Linked DNA regions of Mus musculus: region 2 is linked to region 1. A link is a contact called in public Hi-C data. All regions are on one chromosome and are shown on one strand. Each heading gives the region's core, a stretch centred on a gene start, on an enhancer-like site or on the middle of the called end of the contact. The rest is flanking DNA. Distances are from core to core; before and after follow the strand shown. Region 1 overlaps 4930412B13Rik (RIKEN cDNA 4930412B13 gene). Region 2 has its middle 10 kb from the start of Gm13985.

Region 1 (2,700 bases), core at 54-2,553:
CCCAAGACAGAGCTGAAAGAAAAATGATTGAAAGAAGTCTCTGGGAACGCCACACCCGATCATTATGTATGCTCACAGAGCCTCAGAGAAAGACAGAAAGAAAATTGAAGGGAGTGGTGAAGAACCAAACATCACATGTGCTGATAAGTTCCAAAAAATCTCAAGAAAGCAAATACCCAGAAAACAATTCAATGAACCAGACAAACCAGCAATAAATGATGGCTGGCTTTACAGAGAGCAGTGGACTCTCCCCTAGACATGAAGCCCTCCATCCTAGAAGGTTACAGATCCAATGAAGTTCTTTGTATTCTGTAGGTTGGGCCCTCAGACATCAATTAACCAACTCTTCCTAGGCATGCCCAGGCACCAACGTTATCTAGGCAGTTCTTCAACGAATGGTCTTCTCTCAGATGATTCTAGATTGTATCAAGCCAAGCCAGGAGAGGAAGCATTTAAGGCAAAAATTAAAAGTAAAAGCAAAAGCCTTGGTTTTGGAGGTCTGTAACCTGTGCAGTAGCAAATGATACAAAAGTAACCGTCAAAACGACAAGGAAGATACCTGGCAGTGTGCTGTGGTGGGCCCCTTGCATTCCACATGGAGTAGTACTGTGTTCAAGTGAATATGGACGAGTTTGCAGAGCAATTACTGAAGGGGAAAGGAAAAGAATAAAAGCTGAAGGCAAAAGGCTTGAAACTAAGGCATTAAAATGCATATGCTGGGCAAAGGATGCATTTAAGCTGTATAAAGAGTGTCTATGGGCCTGGAGAGATGGTTAAGGACAGTTGCAAAGGATATGGGTTGGGTTCCCAGCATCCACATGGAAACTTACAACCAGCTGTCACTCTAGTTCCAGGGGACTGGATGCCCACTTCTGATTTCTGCAGTTACTAGGCATTCACACGCTACACTAACATACATGTAGGGTAATATGTAATTTTTAAACACATATTTTAAAACAATTTAATATATTATATATACTTTTAAAATATGAAAACAGAACTGCAATAAAGTAGGCTGATACTCGTACATTTCTGGTTAATATTCTCCTGTGTTAGTTGTTGTTATCAAGTTTTATATGAATAAATGGTCATTTTACTTCATAAGTACATGTAATTTTGTATATAATCAAAACACTGATAAATTAAGACTGTTTTAAAGACCCAGTGTAAAGGGACAAACATCTTAGCTATTTCACCAAAGACGACATAAAGATGCTTGACACTGTTACTCATCGGGGGTGTGCAGAGGCAAAGCTCAGACAGACACCACACAACACCCCCTAGTGTGGTTAAAATGAAAACGACAACTGTTAGTCATGATCTTACCATTCCTCTCCTCAGAGATCACCCCCAGAGAAATGAAAACACATGTCCCCAAGCACTGTGCCCAGGAATGCTCATTATGGCTTTATTCAGAGCAGCTCTAACAAAAAGCACTGTGGTGTCTCTCAGGAAAATGGACAAACAAACCATGGCATCTTTCTGCAATGCAATGTGACTCAACAAAAAGAAGAGGATCAAATGCTGAAACAAGCAAGAGCATGCGTGGATCCCTACAGATGCGTGTCAGATGGGGAGGATCGTGAGACACCAGGCAGCTGTGTGAGCATCAGTGACAGAAAAATGAGCAAAGCTAATGAGGGTGCAAGGAAGTCAAAATGAGGCTGACTTTATGCAGTGACACTGACTATGTGAGAACCATCTAGGATAGAGAAATATCTGTGTTCATATGTTATATCTTAATCAAAATGTACAGTTTACAATGTAAGATCTATACATTTTACTGCAATTTCATTTATGTAAAGAAATTTTAAATACTTCAGTAAAACACACCATAGGCACAAACTAACTCTCTCTCTCTCTCTCTCTGTCTCTCTCTCTCTCTCTGTCTCTCTCTCTCACACACACACACACACACACACACACACACACACACATCCATATGCCTTCTTTTTCAGCTCATTGGCTGTGACTGCCCTCCAAAGGTGTATAGACAGGATGATATACATTGGGTGTCATGAATTCTGCTCAGGTCCCAGCCGTGAGCAAGACTTTTAATTCCAGTTTGTGGTCATCCCCAAACTGATGAAACAAGAGGATTTCCCAAGCGAAACTGAGCAGCTGGCTTTGTGGTCAACCCATCACCAGCTGCCATGTTGACAGGTGTCTGACCCAGCCCAAGGAAGAAAAGATACCCACTATTGAGCCAATGTATTTTCTGGCCTGATCCATCATTTAATACATGACATATCACTGGGATACATAAGCATGAATTACAAATCAACAGACTGTTTATTTGAGGAAGAAGAATTACATTTAGGGGTGGCATGCTCTGAGTTAAAGAGGGGGTTTTGCTCACCAGTGTCTACTCAACTTTCCTAAAAATGGTTCCTCTCCCCCATCCGCAGCTCCCTCTCATCAGATCCAGTACTTAGGTTCCTGGGGACTTCAGAAACTAGCAACAACTGTGAAATGACACATATTTAATGACTAAAAACCATTCATCTAAAACCCAAAGCTTTTTTGAAGAATTTGAAACAACCTTTGCTGGCATGCTGAAAGGTTCAGGGGTCAGCACGGAGCATGGCAAGGACACAGTCATGGTCACAATGAAGGACACATTTGAGCAGTTTTCAGAGAACTCATAAAAGATGAGTGCCCGAAACCCCAGTATAAAGAGAGAAAGTCAACTACAGCCTT
Region 2 (2,939 bases), core at 376-2,875, 79 kb before region 1:
GAAGTGCAATTTGGGGGAAGGGTTAGTTTATCTGGGTCCTTGATAAGCAGAAGGCAAGAATTCCAAAGCTAGATCAGTGCAGACTTCGTAAGCAGATGGAAATGATCATGGTTTCTCTGCCTCTTCGACTAGGAAGATTGGAGCTTTTGATGATGACTCAACAAAACAAACAGGAACTTTGCAGAGCAAAATGTCAACTAAGTATTACTACCCCATTTTTGAACCTTTCTCACTAATTACCTCCCTTCTCGAGACTCCTGAATCCCATATTGCAATGACCTCTCCTTTGCCACCTTCACATGACGCGTGGCCAGCCTTCCCTCCGAGGACTTCAGAAGATCCTACCTCCTCACTGGGCTTTTGTTAATCTGTGGTTTGATCCTTAGGGCTCGATATCTTCCACAGAACTATGTTAACAGCACGTCATGCTTTGACAACTAAATATAAACTGGGAGTTTCTACTTCTTGCCATTGTACCAACTAAAAGCAAGAGAAGTTTGCTTCTGAGGATGAAAGTGCTGACCAATTGAAAAACAAAATCTTTCTAATGTTATCTCCTTGCCAACAAAATGCTCTTTTGCTAATTTTAAATGCAGGTCTTGAGTAATAGAAATCATGACAGGATAGCTCCTTCGGGGTATCCTAACAAAGACTTCATTTCAAAATACACCTCATGGAGGCATTTAGTGATAGAGGACATGGAACCATGGCTCTTTTCTGAAAAGTTGCTGAACAGCCACTTAAATGCCTGATATCATAGCCTTATTAGGGTGGAGGATACAACACAGACATTTTGATTTCTAACCATACAATTTCCCTAGCAATATTCAAGTGTTTCCAAACATCTGCTTCTATTTATCTCTTTATTTTTCTCAGATTCCTTCTGAGCTCATTGGATGATTGGATGACCTTGACATTACAGTTGAGCCCTAAATCAAAACATTTTACATTCTACATATTTTTTTCCAAAGAAGGTTCAGAGTTATTATCCAAGTAATTACAGATTTCATTTCTGGGACTTCTTATCTCTTTTGTTTTCCACATCATAAATAACTGGAATTTTATGTTGACAAGAAAAGTTTTATTACACTTTTTTTTTTTTGCACTTTTGGGGATAGAACTCATGGCCCTGTGCCATGCTTAGCAACCACTGTACCACATCCTAGCTCATCTATAGAATATTTTGTGAGGAAGCATGATTAAGAAATTGCATATGACTTCTGGTTACTTATATAACTCAGTTGATTGTCTTCTTTCTTAGCTAAAGATAGGCAGGGAACTGGCCATGCTGAATTTCAAATGTAAACAAGTAAAATCTGATCTTAAGTGACCAGAAGGGAACTGGCAAGTTTGAATACAGTCCAATGCCTCTAAAAATGATGAAATATGGTTGCATGTGTGGAAGGGAAAAAACCTTAGGGAACCTCACAAAGGTATACTACAGGAGGAACACACATATGGTTCTAAGTGAGGGAATCTCATACTATTGGTCTTTCAGACAATTGCCCCTAAAGAAGCTCAATGATTAATCCAAGGTCACATAATGGATTTCTGCCGACGTGAGCTTTCCTGTTTTCCTGGGCACTATGTCTGAGAACTGAGGGTGTGACTCATTCACTTCTAAGCCCTAGAGGGACATAGTTGCACAATTTTCCACAGGTATTTTGGCAGCACCAAGGGCATTTGAATCAGAGCATATCTCTGTTTCCTTCTGAGGAGAGAATGCATGTGATCCAGCCAGAGATCTCACACACACACACACACACACACACACACACACACACACACACACACACACACTATACACTCACACACACACATACACATGCACCACTGCCCCAGAAAATTTCACGGTAAGATGACTACCTTTTTGTTACTAGGAACTCTACAACTTAGCACTAGACAGTATTTATTAAATACCTTTTAGGCATCAGAGCGATCTGCCTATAAAGCACTGCCTTCTTTTACCTGATCTTGATCTATGACTAATCAGCCCAAAGGCTTTGGACAAAACTTTGAGTCAGGTTCACTTCTTGGTAACTGGGAGAAAGTTATCCCGCCCTTCTTATTGCCTGGAGTTATTGTGTAAGTTGAATGAACTAGCACATGGGGAAAAAAAACTACAAAATGATTGTTGAAATATAATGGACACAGATAAAATAGCTTAATCATAGATGGCATGTGATGCCAGACACATGTCTACAAATGTGACATATCAATCCAACTAAGATACAGCTGAAGAAATTAGACACTATCCCAGGATCTCCTCTCATACTGTCTATGGATAAACTCTATTCTGGGTTTTAATAATATAAACATGTTTCACCTTATATGTAAGTGTCGTTTTTTAAATTTTACTCAGAATAATGTTTATGAATTTCTTTCATGGTGTTGTATGCTAAGGGTTGGGGATCTTCATTCTTCTTGTCCTGTTAATTACACTGCCATTAACTGTATGAACAGATAATGTTTCTTTACTGTTCAACTCTTTGGTTACTTTCCAACTTGACCTTTTTGCAGTTACTCACTTCTGCTAAGTCTATACTGGAAACCAAATGGCTGATTCTGCAGGCATCTGCACATCTAGCCAATAAATATGCCAAGTGGTCTTCCAATATGGTGACTACAGATTGCTTGCCTAGTAAGACTATCTGATGAATATCTGTGTTTGATGTATTTTACTATTACTTTTTATTTTAATTTAGTTGAATAAAATATTCTTAATAAGCTTATCAGCAGCACAAGTTTGGAAGAACAAATCTTTCTTATTTCAAGCTCACCACAGTCACATGCAATATCATTGGGGTTCCATGATATGTAATGGCTGTTGTCATTTTACTCAAGGCTTCTAGAGCTATGAAAATTAATTGAAGTTAAGTCTGTATGGATATATCTATATTTATCTTACTATATAGAAGGAGAGAATCCCAAATTTGCTA

The links. Hi-C and Micro-C count contacts between places; a contact is called where the count stands out from the background.
Region 2: a contact with region 1 is called in a Hi-C map of the C2C12 cell line, with 2.3 times the contacts expected there. The contact joins two enhancer-like sites. A contact is called at or near these places in 1 of 15 datasets of contacts at CTCF or cohesin (the NIH/3T3 cell line), 6 of 484 Hi-C or Micro-C datasets (the C2C12 cell line, adipose-derived mesenchymal stem cells, embryonic fibroblasts and 2 more) and 2 of 115 datasets of contacts at active chromatin or transcription factors (embryonic fibroblasts and pancreatic cancer cells).

What each region holds. Positions count from the first base shown.
Region 1 is chr2:117,880,973-117,883,672 of GRCm38.p6, forward strand. The region is part of intron 3 of 4930412B13Rik (RIKEN cDNA 4930412B13 gene); the gene reads left to right. All of the region lies in intron 8 of Gm13986 (predicted gene 13986), which reads right to left. Among named protein-coding and RNA genes, the nearest start is that of 4930412B13Rik, 60 kb to the left of the region's middle. Within about 2 kb of position 1,304, at least 38 of the 459 cell types and tissues checked have an H3K27ac peak or open chromatin away from gene starts, as enhancers often do. A contact at or near this core is called in the C2C12 cell line and pancreatic cancer cells, where this site is marked.
Region 2 is chr2:117,801,271-117,804,209 of GRCm38.p6, forward strand. No RefSeq gene overlaps it. Among named protein-coding and RNA genes, the nearest start is that of Gm13985, 10 kb to the right of the region's middle. Within about 2 kb of position 1,626, at least 51 of the 459 cell types and tissues checked have an H3K27ac peak or open chromatin away from gene starts, as enhancers often do. A contact at or near this core is called in the C2C12 cell line and pancreatic cancer cells, where this site is marked.